Regions from separate parts of the Mus musculus genome. Here all the other regions are linked to region 3. A link is a contact called in public promoter capture Hi-C data. All regions are on one chromosome and are shown on one strand. Each heading gives the region's core, a stretch centred on a gene start, on an enhancer-like site or on the middle of the called end of the contact. The rest is flanking DNA. Distances are from core to core; before and after follow the strand shown.

What was found. Promoter capture Hi-C pulls out the DNA fragments that hold promoters and counts their contacts.
Region 1: a contact with region 3 is called in a promoter capture Hi-C map of hippocampal neurons, with 2.3 times the contacts expected there. The contact joins the promoter of Tmem97 here to the promoter of Rnf135 in region 3. A contact is called at or near these places in 3 of 39 promoter capture datasets (hippocampal neurons, liver and pre-B cells), 1 of 115 datasets of contacts at active chromatin or transcription factors (microglia) and 1 of 9 other capture datasets (liver).
Region 2: a promoter capture Hi-C map of liver shows a contact between it and region 3, with 2.2 times the contacts expected there. The contact joins the promoter of Supt6 here to the promoter of Rnf135 in region 3.

What each region holds. Positions count from the first base shown.
Region 1 is chr11:78,549,291-78,554,007 of GRCm38.p6, forward strand. Tmem97 (transmembrane protein 97) reads right to left here and starts at 1,445. Exons shown (of 3, transcript NM_133706.2): 1 at 1,238-1,445. The coding sequence starts at 1,363.
Region 2 is chr11:78,242,797-78,247,298 of GRCm38.p6, forward strand. Supt6 (SPT6, histone chaperone and transcription elongation factor) reads right to left here and starts at 2,907. Exons shown (of 37, transcript NM_009297.2): 1 at 2,752-2,907. Sdf2 (stromal cell derived factor 2) reads left to right here and starts at 2,950. Exons shown (of 3, transcript NM_009143.3): 1 at 2,950-3,374. The coding sequence starts at 3,200.
Region 3 is chr11:80,182,065-80,186,350 of GRCm38.p6, forward strand. Rnf135 (ring finger protein 135) reads left to right here and starts at 1,805. Exons shown (of 5, transcript NM_028019.4): 1 at 1,805-2,191. The coding sequence starts at 1,853.

The sequences.
Region 1 (4,717 bases), core at 195-2,694, 1.6 Mb before region 3:
CAGCTTAAGCATAACGTTGGGGGTAAAGTAAGCCACTGCGTTTGTGACAATGTCTTAGAGGAGTGAAACAAATCAACTTAACTTGATAACACACTGGTTTTGGTGCTGGGATTTGAATCCAGGGCCTCGTGCATGCTGGCCAATGTTTTTACTACGGAGCCACAGCCTCAATCCCACAATCTTTTGAGTTTACAATCTAAAGCTGTAGCTACATGTCAGTTACAGCCTGGCCTGAGGTCCTCTTGCAATGGATTCAAATGAACTATTATTTTAAGGGGAAAAAAAAGTAGGATCCATAGGGCCCTCAACATGTCCACAGGCAGCCAGTCCTTGGGAAAGCAGCACCACAGACCGGTGCTCTTGCCACATGCTACCTACGGGTTTCCCCTGTAGATCAAAGGTCTTTGCAATCCCGTGGTTCCACAAACAAACCAAAAAGACTTAAGGGAGTGGGGGGTGACACTGCTGATGGTGTCACTCCTTAACTTTGTTGAGTAGGTGACAATTCCTGTGTCATGTCCTCTCAGAGAACACAAGGCACATGTCATTTTGCAGCCACCATTGAGAATTTACGGATTTAAGATTAAGAACTGCCCTGCAAAGAAGAAACATTTAAAGAGCATTTCAGCCATTTCAAACATTTAGGTGGATAAGTCCGTCAGTAGATTGGAGAGGCATGCTTAATCTTGACCTTAAAATCGGGTCAAAGAATGCTCTCCAAAGCGCAGGGAACGGTAGCTCATCTTCAAACAATTCAAAACTGACTTGGAAAAGCGACATTTCCTCAACTGCTCCTCAAGCTAGATCCAGACCCAGAAGGAGTGTATGAATGCCACGAGCACTAACCAAGGGCTAACCCTTCAGTCATTTTATTCTACTACGCAGGACTTTTTTTTCTTTCTCGGCTTACACTGGACTTTTAAAGTCCATCCAAACGCAATAGATTCAACACGTGACAGACACTGGTTCACCCAGGCAACTTCCCTCAGCCAACTGCCGTAGTTAAAACCATGGGAGCGAAACACACCCAGGCAAAGGTTTTGCAAAGGATTGGCGAGTACATGGGGCTCAAACCCAGGACCTCCTAGGCATGCGCCCTACCATTGGGTTGCACCCTCAGTTCCGCTCTGAAAAAAACAAAGCGGTGGTCAACGGCTGGGGACAGCCGGCTGGGGCCGAAGTCAGGCACGGAGCCAACAGAAATCAGGACGGCCACGTGGGGACCCCTGAGCCTCACCTCCTGCGGGTATAGTTCGGGCGGCAGCACCGCCTGCAGGTCGATGAACAGCGTGATGGGGATGTGCGAGACGAAGTAGAGGCCCAAGAGCCACTCGACACAGCGCCTAGCTGCCAGGGCCCCCATGTTCCCTCCTGTCCGTTGGGCTACGACTGGCAAGCCGGTGATAGAAGCCTGCTACGTGGTTAGAAGCCCCGCGCCCGAGCTGTGCCGTCCCGCCCCCGGCTCACACAGGCCGTACCTATTGGTCGAAGGGGAAAAACAGAAGCGGCTCGTGAGTGGGTGGAGGCCCTCGTGGCCCGCCCATATAGCGGGGCTATAGTTTGAATGATGGCCTACCTGTTGTTTCCATTGGCTGCTGGGAGTACCGCGTGAGGGGGCGTGGCTCTGAGCGGTCCACGTCGGCGGGTGCGCGTGTGCAGCCTCGGGCTGCGTGCGCTGGTCTTCCCTGTGCCACGAGTGTTTTATTCGCTGGGTTCTGTTCCGTATTGGGACCCCGGGCCAGTAAAACCAGAACCCGCAGTGGCAGTTTAGGAGCGCTGCGAGCCGGACTTTCCTGCTGGCTCCAAAATCACTGCTCAGCCCACAAATAATGATTTTATATGATGGACCCTGATAGGCCTGGGACAAGATGGGGGCTGCCATTCGATGAGAATAGGGAACACAGGACTTGGGTTCAAGGGAAAGGAAATTAAGTTTGTGCTTTGTATACACTGAGCAGGGTTAGGGCTTGGGTACTGCTAAGTATAGAGCATTTACTTAGCACTCAAGAAGGCCCGACTTCCATCTCTTGCACCATTTGAACCAGAGCCCCAAAGGGCCGGGTGTGGACAGAAATCTGTAAGGTCTAGGCCAGCCTGGTCTACAGGCAAGCTAGGGATACATAGAGCCTGTCTCAGACCAAACCAACCAACCAAAGAGACCTTGAGCAGGCAGGCGGGCAGTTGGATGAACTTGGTTTAGATTTGTGAGAGCATTTGAAGGTTAGAGAGCGAAGGGCATTAAGAGATCCTACAGAATCATAAGGGTCATGGGAGGAGATGACCAAGCGAATGATGGTCACAGGGAAGAATGGAGTAGCTGTGTCACGGTTGACACTGAGTGCTGTCCACCAGTACCAATGAGAAGTCCTATGGCTGGAGAGCAGTGTATTGGGAGGTAGGGAAATGGAGACAGAGTGTAGACAACTGGTCGGGAAGAGGTAGAGAAATGGACCCCACGTGTCCTTCTCTTTCTTTTGTATTCACTTTTTGAGACAGCCTCTCACTATGTAACCCTGTGACTGGCTGTGTAGACAAGGCTAGCCTGAACCTCACAGAGATTCACCCTGCCTCTGCCTTCCAAGTGCTGGAATTAAAGTCATAGGCACCATGCTTGCTCCAGTGTGCCCATTTCAGCAAAGGAGACTGGGATGTCTAAATGGGTTTGAAGTTTCTGCCCAGAGAAGTGAAGGAAAGTATAGCTAAGGGAAAGCAAAAATTAGGGTTAGGTAGGGTAGTCTGTGTGCCCAGTGGTAGCTACCATAGTACTAAGACAGAGGGGTTGGCGTTGCTGAGGTAGATGGCTCTCAGTGTTGGGTCTGCTCAGGAAAGCATTTTGGATGCATCAGGGAGAGGGTGGTCAGGAAGATAAAGGTGAGCCGAAGAAGGTGGACAAGTGGTTGACATAATAGACTGTGGGACCCAAGGACGACAGGGACAGATGAGGCAACAGGCACTGATAACTAGAAAGTAGAGAGGTAAATGACTTAGGCCCTGCTGAGCATGTCAGTGGGCCAGGAGTTTGGGGGTGTACTGTAAGATTTCTGGTGTCAGGATATTCTGCCTTCCAGGCCTGGCTGCAATGCTCTAGTGGGAGGATCTCTAGAGATGTGGTCAATGCCCAGAGAACCCAGTGCACTAAGGAAACAACAGAGGAAGGTGGGTGAGGGCAGAGCCAGGCATTACCTTCAGATGTGGCCTTGGAGAGCTGGGAGGCAGGTGACCTGGTTTCAAGGAATGTGGGAAATCAAACAGCTGTGGTAAGCTAAGCCCTAGACAAAGCCAGGTGCCAGTTTCTGAGGTGACTGCTGAGGGTGAGGAGAGCAGTGAGCAGGGTGGAGAGAGACACAGCAGCACAGCAGGGGCAAAGTCTGAGTAGATGCCATTTGAAAACATAGGTCTGCTTGCAGGTGGCTTGCTCAGGAGCTCAGGGACAAAGGACAAGTGTTCAGTGTCCAAAACTTTTTAGACATACTCCAAATCCCTCCTCCTTTCCCTCCCTCCCTCCCTTCCTTCTTTCCTTCCTTTATTTTATTTTCCCCATTAGTTTTTCAAGACAGGATTTCTCTGTGTAATCCTGGCTGTCCTGGAACTCTGTAGATCAGGCTGGCTCTGCTGAGTCCTGAATGGCCTAGGAAGGGACAGTATGACATGGTTTCCTGCCCCTGGAGCAGAGCCAGCAGAATGTGGCCTCCATGAGTATTGACAGTTGTTGGGTGTGAGGCTTGTTCATATATATATATATATATATATATATATATATATATATATAAAATCTTCATATTGCTCTTTGGAGAAATACTCTCCCTGCCAAGGTTATTGGTGAATGTCCTTTCTACCAAGGTTAATGATTCCATGATAATCAGAGACTATAAGTCTGTGTGACTCAGTGTGAGGGTAAGTCTATGTCCTTAGTAAAAATGGTAAGGCTGTGACCTTCAGGACAGTCCTAAGGCTGTGGAAAAGAACTCTGAAAACATGAGATCAAAAATTATATAATTTTGAAACTATGAAAACTATAAGGCTGTGATATGAATTATATGAGGGGCTTCACAGACCTAAAAGAACAGAGGCATCTGCACTGTGAGCCAGCGTGTCAGAAAGATACAAAGGCAGGCAGATTCCTGAGTTCAAGGTCAGCCTGGGACAGAGCAAATTGAAGCCCAGGTGTGCTGATCTCAGAGATGGATCCCACCCAGCTAGCTTATTGTCTGTGCTTACAAAGGCAGACAGATCTCTGAATTCCTTTGCAATGTTAAGACAAATGCGCTTGCTTTTTCCTAGGGGTCAAGGGGCTAAAGTCAAAAAATGCTGATTGGTGGTATAATCACAAGGGAACATGGGGTGGATGACTGAATTGATCTATAAATGAAAGACTGGGTCTGAGAGAGCTGAGATCTCTGGAGATCTTCAGAAAGCTTTCTGGAACAGAACACAGGCTGTCAGCTTGTACCCCATGGTTGACTTTGAGCTGTTCTTTGGCTGCTTTCAAACACCCCTTCTCTCAGGAACCCCTCTGCCCGAGCTGAGGGTCGTCCTTGGCAGGATGGTGCTAGGAACAGGGATTGAGACAAGGGAAGGTGAATATTTTGGGCAAGTTTGATTTAGGACAGATTTCACTTACGGTGTTTTCAAACCTCCCAGTGTGAGATAGAGCTGGGTAAAGGAATGAAGATTTGGTTAAAAAAAAATTGGGCCAAGCAAATTTAATAAGCAGAGA
Region 2 (4,502 bases), core at 1,657-4,156, 1.9 Mb before region 3:
ACTGCACAAAAGGACCCTGACTCAAAACAAAACAAAAAAAAAACCACAAAGCAAAAAGAAAAAAAACAAACAAACCCCTCCAAACCAACATCAGGTACAGTGGTAGATGTCTACAGCCCCAGCTACGTGGAGGCTAAGGAAAGAGGACTGCTCGGATCCAGGACTGATGGGCATTAGTTTGATCAGTATGATTATATTTTTAACTTTAACCTTTGGGGAGTGAGGAACTAGCAGTATGCCTAAGGAGAAGTAAGGCAGCCCACACACACCAAAGGCCAGTGAGACGACTCAGCCAGCAAAAATACCTGCCACTCAACTACGTATACAGGAGAACTACATAAAAATGCAGTCATTTTTCTAAGACTAAAAAGGAGCAGCTAGTTCAATAGAGTAAAATCCAAGAGCCAAGCATTAGCAACTGTACTAGTCCAGAGACTCGGAAATGAAAACAGAGTAACCATTGGATTTGGCCACCTAGTAGCTTCTGGTGTCCACAATAATTTTGGTGAGCAGTTCCAAGGAGAGTCAGATTGGTATTAACTAAAGTCCTGGTGAAAGGTAAGAAAGTTGAACTGGTATAAACTGAAACCTGACTATAGGATGAAAATCTTAAAATTAGGGTGCTGAAGCTATGCTTAGTAGTAACAGCACATGTTTATACTTCTAGCACTGGGGAGGCTGAGGCGGAGTGACCACAACTCCTACGTCAGCCTAGGCTACCTGTCAAGGAAGATGATGGCTGGAGTGGCCTTTCAGAGAGATTAGAACAGAATTTTGGTTTTGATTTTTTTTTTGGTTTTTTTTTTGGTTTGGTTTGGTTTGGTCTTTTCTGAAACATAGGATTTGGTGATTGATATTGGGAAATCATTGTGAGGAAGCCAGTGATCACACCCGACCCAGATGGTGATTACATTTATTAGGAACAAGAATATTGCTGGATGGTGGTGGCACAAGCCTTTAGTCCCCAGTACTCAGGAAGCAGATCTCTGTGGATTCAAGGACAACTAGAAAGAGTGATTCTGTCTTCAAAAACCAAAAAAAGAACTAGAGGGAGTAAATAAGCTTTGATTGGATTTTAGGACTGTTCTACTTTCTGGCTTGATATATCACTTGGTAAGTAAGATTAAGTTCATTTGGAGAGTGTTAATTCTTTGCCAGTCTAAGCTAGGCAGTGGTGGTGCATGCCTTTAATCCCAGCACTTGGGAGGCAGAGGCAGGCGGATTTCTGAGTTCGAGGCCAGCCTGGTCTACAGAGTCAGTTTCAGGACAGCCAGGGCTATACAGAGAAACCCTGTCTTGAAAAAAATAAAAACAACAAAAAATACTTTACCAATCTAATCTAGTCTAATCTAATAGTCACACAAGCCAACCAAATAAAATAAGCCTGTAGTGGTGGGACACTAGGCATGGAGAGGGGCTCTAAACTCGTGGTTGAAGGGAGAGCTGTTTTTGAGACAGGGTCTACAAATGCAACCAAAACGTAAATTCCATGATCCTCCTGGCTCAGCTTCTCCATTGTTGCTATAATTGTTTTGTAACTAAAACACTGAAGACTCACAAACTGTGAGTGTTCAACAATAGAACTAAACTTTTTCTCCCCAAAATTAATTAAATTCAACGACTTCCACACATTGTAGCATACTTCAATGCTGGGGAGGGGGACCAGGCTCCTCCCTTCCTACAGGTTTATGGGCAGTTAACGGTTGCTAGGGGGGAGGGGCTCATCATGAGATCCCACCAACCCTAAGGATCGATAGTAATTCATGGTTGCTGGGGGAGGGGAACATTTTCTTTAGGGTTGTAGCCCAGGCTTCTCTGAATACTTCTTCACCCATGTACTTGTAAACCACCATAAATTAACTAATTGAGGCATACACACACACACACACACACACACACAAATTAATGAAAGTAATAAGTAATGGAGGATTCTGAAGAAGGGGAGCAGCGGGAATGGAGTGGGGCGGGATGAAAAACAAATTACCCTATGACCTTTGTATTACCGTGTCTTTTCATGTAATTATTACAGGAGACCCGCCTCCTAAAGGAAAACAGAAATCGATTCTTTCTGTAATACAGAGGAACTGCTTTACTTAAGATACTCGAGTACCTGATGTCAAACAATACACATTTCTGATTTAACAACCAATTCTAATATTTATGATAGGTCTTTGGCAAGTGTTCGAGGAAATGAATTATACAAGATGGAAGGCTCCAGGTACTTAAGTATAAACTCGCATCTTTAGAAAGGATTAAGGGACTTGCCCATATGTGGAAAAAAAACCGTATAATTACTCAACATTTTGTAAAGAGCTAACATTCAGCACAGTACACCCGCCTCATGGCTGAACTCTCGAAAGCTCAGCAGGACCCAAACGCCGGACTAATTAATCCGATCACCTGATGCCAAGTAAAGAAACCCTTAGGTCTCTCTTCTAGTCCCAATTTTTTGCGTGGCCCAGATTCCAGACGCCGCGGAGAAGATGGGATCCCAGAAAGCCTGTTGATTCAAGAGGTAACCCCAGGTCACAGGTTCCGGGTGGTACCGCGTGGAGAAAGGGCTGGAGACTCTGAGCAATCACGGTACTTTCCTGTCCTTTTCCCCCCTGGCAGATCAGGGAAAGCCAGGGCCCCCTTCCTTCCCGCAGTGGGGCACCCCAAAGCTTCTTCCCTTACGGGACCAGGCCCCAGGAGTCTGGCTCGCCACCTGCGCACCCACACACGCAACACACTCTCCAGGCTGAGCGTTACCTGCTTGAAGGCCGCTGCTTCTCCGCTACGCTAAGCTCCCACCGAAGAAAATGGAGTCGCCGATCAGAGACTGCAAAAGGATAGTCCGGACCCACCGCAAGGGCCCTCCGCAGCCGCCGCCACCACCACCACCACCGTCGCCGCTGCTGCGTTAACGTAGTACGTCACCTCCGGCTCTCTGTCACTGGGAGTGGGAGGGTCATTTCCTGCTGTCTTTTCCCCTCCGGCGTCTAGGGCTTTGGTTCCGAGTCCGCGAACGCCTAAGGAACGCAGCCGCCACAGAGCACCCAGTACAAAGTGAGGTCCCGAAGGCCTCCCGGGCCAGCGTGTTCTTTAAGCCGCTCTCGCCAAAGGAACCATAAAGATTCAGGTTAAGGAGTCTTCTCTTCCATCTTGGCGTAGTTCTACCCTCGGCTTCCGGTTCCGGGGACGGGCCTAATTTTCTTGGATGATTAGTTCTCTCGGATCTAGGATGGCTGTCTTGTCGCTTCTGTTGTTGGGTGGTTTGTGGAGCGCTGTGGGAGCGTCCAACATGGCTGTCGTTACTTGCGGCTCCGTGGTGAAGCTACTCAATACACGCCACAATGTCCGACTGCATTCTCACGACGTGCGCTATGGGTCAGGTACAGAGGGGGACTCACCGCTCTGGGTGGGCTGCCTAGGCCGGGTGAGCCTAGAAGGGGCGGGGCCTCGGAGTCTGAGGGCGTGGTCTGGGAAAGTTAGCCGTGCCCTATTTCTTGAAGAGGACGACGAGTTGCCAAGGAAACTTAGTCCTAATGTTAGTTTCTGTTTGATGAGCTGTGGGCCAAACGTGTTACATATATACTTTCCGGTTTTTAACATTGTATTGAGGACAGATACTAAAGTTATTTTCTTAGGTGAGTAAATAGACCTAGAGATATTGCTCAAAGCCAGCTAGTGAATGATGGAGACAGGGTTTAATCCAAATCTGTGCAGGTTCAAAATCTTTCAGATTCCATGGGCTGCCACTATTTTGTGCTGGAGAGAGGAGCATTTAGAGCAAGACAACATAAGCTGAATCTCAGATTTTAAATGTCACCTATTTTTAGCTCATATTTTTTGACACTCTAACTTAGCAATAACTTTCTTGTAAAGAATTTAAGCATTGACAGACATTGCAGAGGAAAGTCTGTTTTTTATCATGTGCAATTAAAATACTCACTTATTCGTGGGCTCATTCATTTGGCCTAGATTTAAAGAGCACTTTTAGTGTGTCTCGTATTGTTCTAGATACAGGAAATACAGTAGTGAATCAAACAATAAAACAAGACTAATGGGCAGGCGTGGTGGCCTAGGTCTGTAATTGTAGCACTCAAAAGGTTGAAGCAGGATTGTAACTTCAAGATCAGCCTAGCCTATATAGTGGGGGCTGTCTCAAAACAACAGAAGTTCAAAGGCTGGTAATTACTTCAGTGTTAGAGTATTTGCCGAGCATACGGAAAGCTTCTGCCCCCACACTGGAGGAAATAAAGTCATGAAGTTCGACAGGAGGTGTACTTGTGATATAATTTGAATGATTGATGATGCTATTTGCTAGAAAGGAAGTGACCTTCTAAGATGGTTAGTCTGTTCACAACTCTCAGAACCTGTCTTACCAGTTTAGTCCAGGGAGTATGTAGTCTTTACATTCCTAACCACCTCATTCAGTAAACACCTACTCAGGCTTACTACATTCTTTTTTTTTTTTTTTTTCTTTTTCTCGAGACAGGGTTTCTCTGTGTAGCCCTGGC
Region 3 (4,286 bases), core at 555-3,054:
TCCTTTCCTTTCCTTTCCCTTCCCTTCCCTTCCCTTCCCTTCCCTTCCCTTCCCTTCCCTTCCCTTCCCTTCCCTTCCCTTCCCTTCCTTTCCTTTCCTTTCCTTTCCTTTCCTTTCCTTTCCTCCTTTCTTTTTCTTTTTCTTTTTCTTTTTCTTTTTTCTTTCTTTCTTTCTTTCTTTCTTTCTTTTTTTTCTTTCTTTCTTTTTTTTGAGTCAGGGTCTCTTAATGTAGCCCTGAGTGTTCTGGAACTCACTCTGTAGATCAGGCTGGCCTCAAACTTAACAGAGATCTGTCTGTCTGCCTCCTGAGTGCTGGGATTACAGATGTGTGCCTTCATGCCTGATGAGGTCCTCTGAATTTACTGATTTTTTTTTAATTCCCCGGTCAGAGAAGCTGCAATACAAATTCTGGATGTGTCTCTCCAGAGTGCAGCTCCCTGGGGAGGTGGATCCTCTCTAGCTTCTAAAGTTCTTTGGACCTGACTGCTGAGGTACCTGCTAGAGCAGTGATTCTCAATGAGTGGGTCATAACACCTTTGGCAAACTCCTATATTCACATGACTATTCATAACAGTTGCAAAATTACAGTTGTGAAGTAGCAAGAAAATTATTTTTTAAAGATTTGTTCATTTATTTTATGTATATGAGTACACTGTAGCTGTCTTCAGACATACCAGATCCCATTACAGATGGTTGTGAGCCACCATGTGGTTGCTGAGTACTGAATTCAGGACCTCTGGAAGAGTAGTTGGTTATTTTTTTTTTAAAGATTTATTTATTTATTATATGTAAGTAAACTGCAGCTATCTTCAGACACACCAGAAGAAGGCATCAGATCCCATTATGGATGGTTGTGAGCCACCCTGTGGTTGCTGGGCATTGAACTCGGGACTTTGGAAGAGCAATCAGTGCTCTTAACTGCTGAGCCATCTCTCCAGCCCTGATTTACTTATTTTTTTTTCTTTTTCCATTTTTTTTTTTTTTTGGTTTTGTTTTGTTTTGTTTTTCGAGACAGGGTTTCTCTGTATAGCCCTGGCTGTCCTGGAACTCACTTTGTAGACCAGGCTGGCCTCGAACTCAGAAATCCGCCTGCCTTAAAGGCGTGCTCCACCACGCCTGGCTTCCAATTTTTTGTTAGGTATTTTCTTCATTTACATTTCAAATGCTATCCCGAAAGTCTCCTATACCCTCCCCCCAGATTTACTTATTTTTAAGAAGAGCAAATAAAGACTGAGGCTGTCTTTTTTTTTTTTTTTTTTTTTTTTAATTAATTATATGTAAGTACACTGTAGCTGTCTTCAGACACACCTGAAGAGGGCATCAGATCTCATTACGGGTGGTTGTGAGCCACCATGTGGTTGCTGGGATTTGAACTTCAGACCTTCGGAAGAGCAGTTGGGTGCTCTTACCCACTGAACCATCTCACCAGCCCCTGAGGCTGTCTTTTAATGTCATTTAATGCATATGAGTACACTGTAGCTGTCTTCGGACACACCAGAAGAGGGCATTAGATCCCATTTTTGTTGCTACTTCATAACTGTAATTTTGATACTCTTATGATTCTAAAATGAGTTCCTGAAGCGGACCTTCTTCATAGCTTAAGTTGTTGGGGTTGCGTGTTTGTGGCTAGGCGAGCAGGACCCAACTACTAGAGAGAGATGATTTTTCCAGGCCAAAATCCAGGCAGGTAGCCAGCAATGTCCGGCGCTTTTAGAGGCTGGGGAGAATTAGCAGCTGGGCGGGTCGAGCTGATGGGAGGGGCGGGGCGAGCTGATGGACAAGGCGAAGTGTTGCCGGGGAAGTTAGTAGGACAAGGCGGAACCTAAGGGTGCTTCCTGGCTGTCGCCTAATTATGGCGGCCGTTTGTTCTGGCAATGCAGTCCCCGTGTGGCTGAGCGAGGACGACCTGAGCTGCATTATCTGCCAAGGGCTACTAGACCAGCCCACCACGCTGCCCTGTGGCCACAGCTTCTGTCTCCGGTGCCTCCATGACCTGTGGGTCTCGAAGCGTGGGGCCGTGGATGGCTGCCCTTGGGCTTGCCCCATATGTCGGAAGGGTCCCTTGACAAAGCCCAAGCTGCACAAGAACCCGCTGCTGCAAGACCTGGTGGACAAGTACCTCCAAGCGGCGCGGGAGGTCGAGGCTGGCTCGGAGCCTGAACCCGCCCCCGCGCCGCGTTCTGCGCCCCAGGTAGGAAGCCTGCACCGGACTTCCAGATCTCTTTTTCTGCCACAAAATTTGCTCAGTCTAATCTGTTTTCTGGAGAACCTTAAAAAGTTTATAGCTGTATAAAGAAATACAAAAGCCCAATGTGGTGGCCCCATGCCTGCAATTCCCCGTTTTGGAGTGGCTTGCCCCACAGGGCCAGAGTTACATAGTAAGATCCCATCACAAACAGTTAAAAATCCAAGTCCCATCCACCCGAGGTGTGGTGCACACTTGTATAGTTTTAGTTTTTCCCAGCCTTCTGTGATGTCTGGAGATTCTTAGTGTGGTAGAATGTATGTGCCACAAAAATTGCCATTTTCCCCCTTAACTCAATTGGCCTATTTGTATATTTATTGAGACAGGGTCTAACTAGACTAGACTAGGATGGCATTGAACCTGGGGTGACTCCCTCGGCTTTCCAAGTCTGGGATTACAGGTGTGGGCCACTTGAACTCAAAACTTTGCCTGCTTCTGCTTTTCAAGAGCTGGGATCAAACACAGGTGCCACGACTGGCCATCTGAACAATTTTTTAGTGTACAGTTCGATGGCATCTCTCTTATTTCCAATACTGTGCTTCTGTCACCGCTGTTGCCAAGGTAATTTCATCAACTTAAAAAAGACCTCTGTACCCACTCACTAAGCAATAACACCTGATTCCTGTCCCTCCAGCCTCTCTGTATCTCATCTCTCATAAGCTTTATGTCTGAGTTTACCTGTTATATTAGGTCAGAAAGCGACGCACTGAGACCACCACTCCCATTCAAAGGCAAGAGTGTTTTTTGTTTGAAGAAAGCAAGAACCCTGCATGCAGGGGCCAGCCACTTATAAAAATGGTGACCCCAGACAAAGGGGCACAAGGCATCCATGGGAAACTAGAGGAATTTTATCAAACATTAGGTAATCTAAAACTTCATTAGTGGGTGCTGGGGAAGTTACATGGGTTGGTTTCTGATTAGCTGCTATGTTAGATTTACTATACTTGGGGAGGCCTTGAGGAAATCCCAGGAGATGACTCAGCTCTGAGCTTCCAGAGCCATTGATTATTAACAGCCCATTGTCTCAATCTGCTTCCCTGGGAAACTGAAACTTTTCTACTTCCAAGGTTTTTATTTCATTTTATTTTTTAGGGGACCTCTCATTATACATGTTTCATGTAAATGGGCCCCTTTGTGTCTAACTACTTTCAGTTTCATATTTTCAGGGCTGCTTGATGTTTCAGCATGTATCAGATCATCATTGCTTTGTGTGGCTGTTTTATCATCTCTGTGGATATGTAAGACCCCCGAAGCTGTGCCTCCCCTCAAGTCCTGGGATGAGCTGGCCAGCACGTCAATGACTTGAGAGAAATCCACACCTGATGCAAACTGCAAGAGGTTTTATTATCAGCTAGCTGAGGATGAACTCCTCAACGCCCTGCAGGGCAGGAGAGTTCGACCCTGAGCAGTAACAGTAGGGGGCTTTTAACAGCTAGCTGAGGAATTGGGAGGAGTTGGGAGGAGAGTTGGCTACAGCTCCTTTCTGGTGTGTGTGTGTGTGTGTGTGTGTGTGTGTGTGTGTGAGCTGTAGCTCCTTTATCTCTGTGTCCTTGTATGTCTTCCTACAATTATCGAATCTCTGGCTGTAAGGCACAGAAACAAAAGGGCTTTTTACTGGCTATAAAGAACAAAGAGCTTCTTTCTGGCTGTATTTTTAGAGATCAGGGAAAACAAGCTTGGGGAACGTCCAGGGGCTTTACCTTCTAGGGAGAAACGCTCTAAGTCGGGGTCCCACAGATATATATCACTTTCCAATCAATGTATCTAGCTATGAACATTTGAATCCTTCCCATCTTTTGGCTAGTATGACTACTAATACAATGTACATTATCTTATAACTGTAGTAGTATGTAAAAGTATGTTTGGGGGCTGGAGAGATGGCTCAGTGGTTAAGAGCACTTAGTGCTCTTCCAGAGGACCTGGGTTCAAGTCCCATCACCCACATGACACCTCACAACTGTCTGTAACTCTTGTTCCAGGGGATCCAACACCCTTACATAGACATACATGTAGTCAAAACACCAATGTACATAAAATAAAA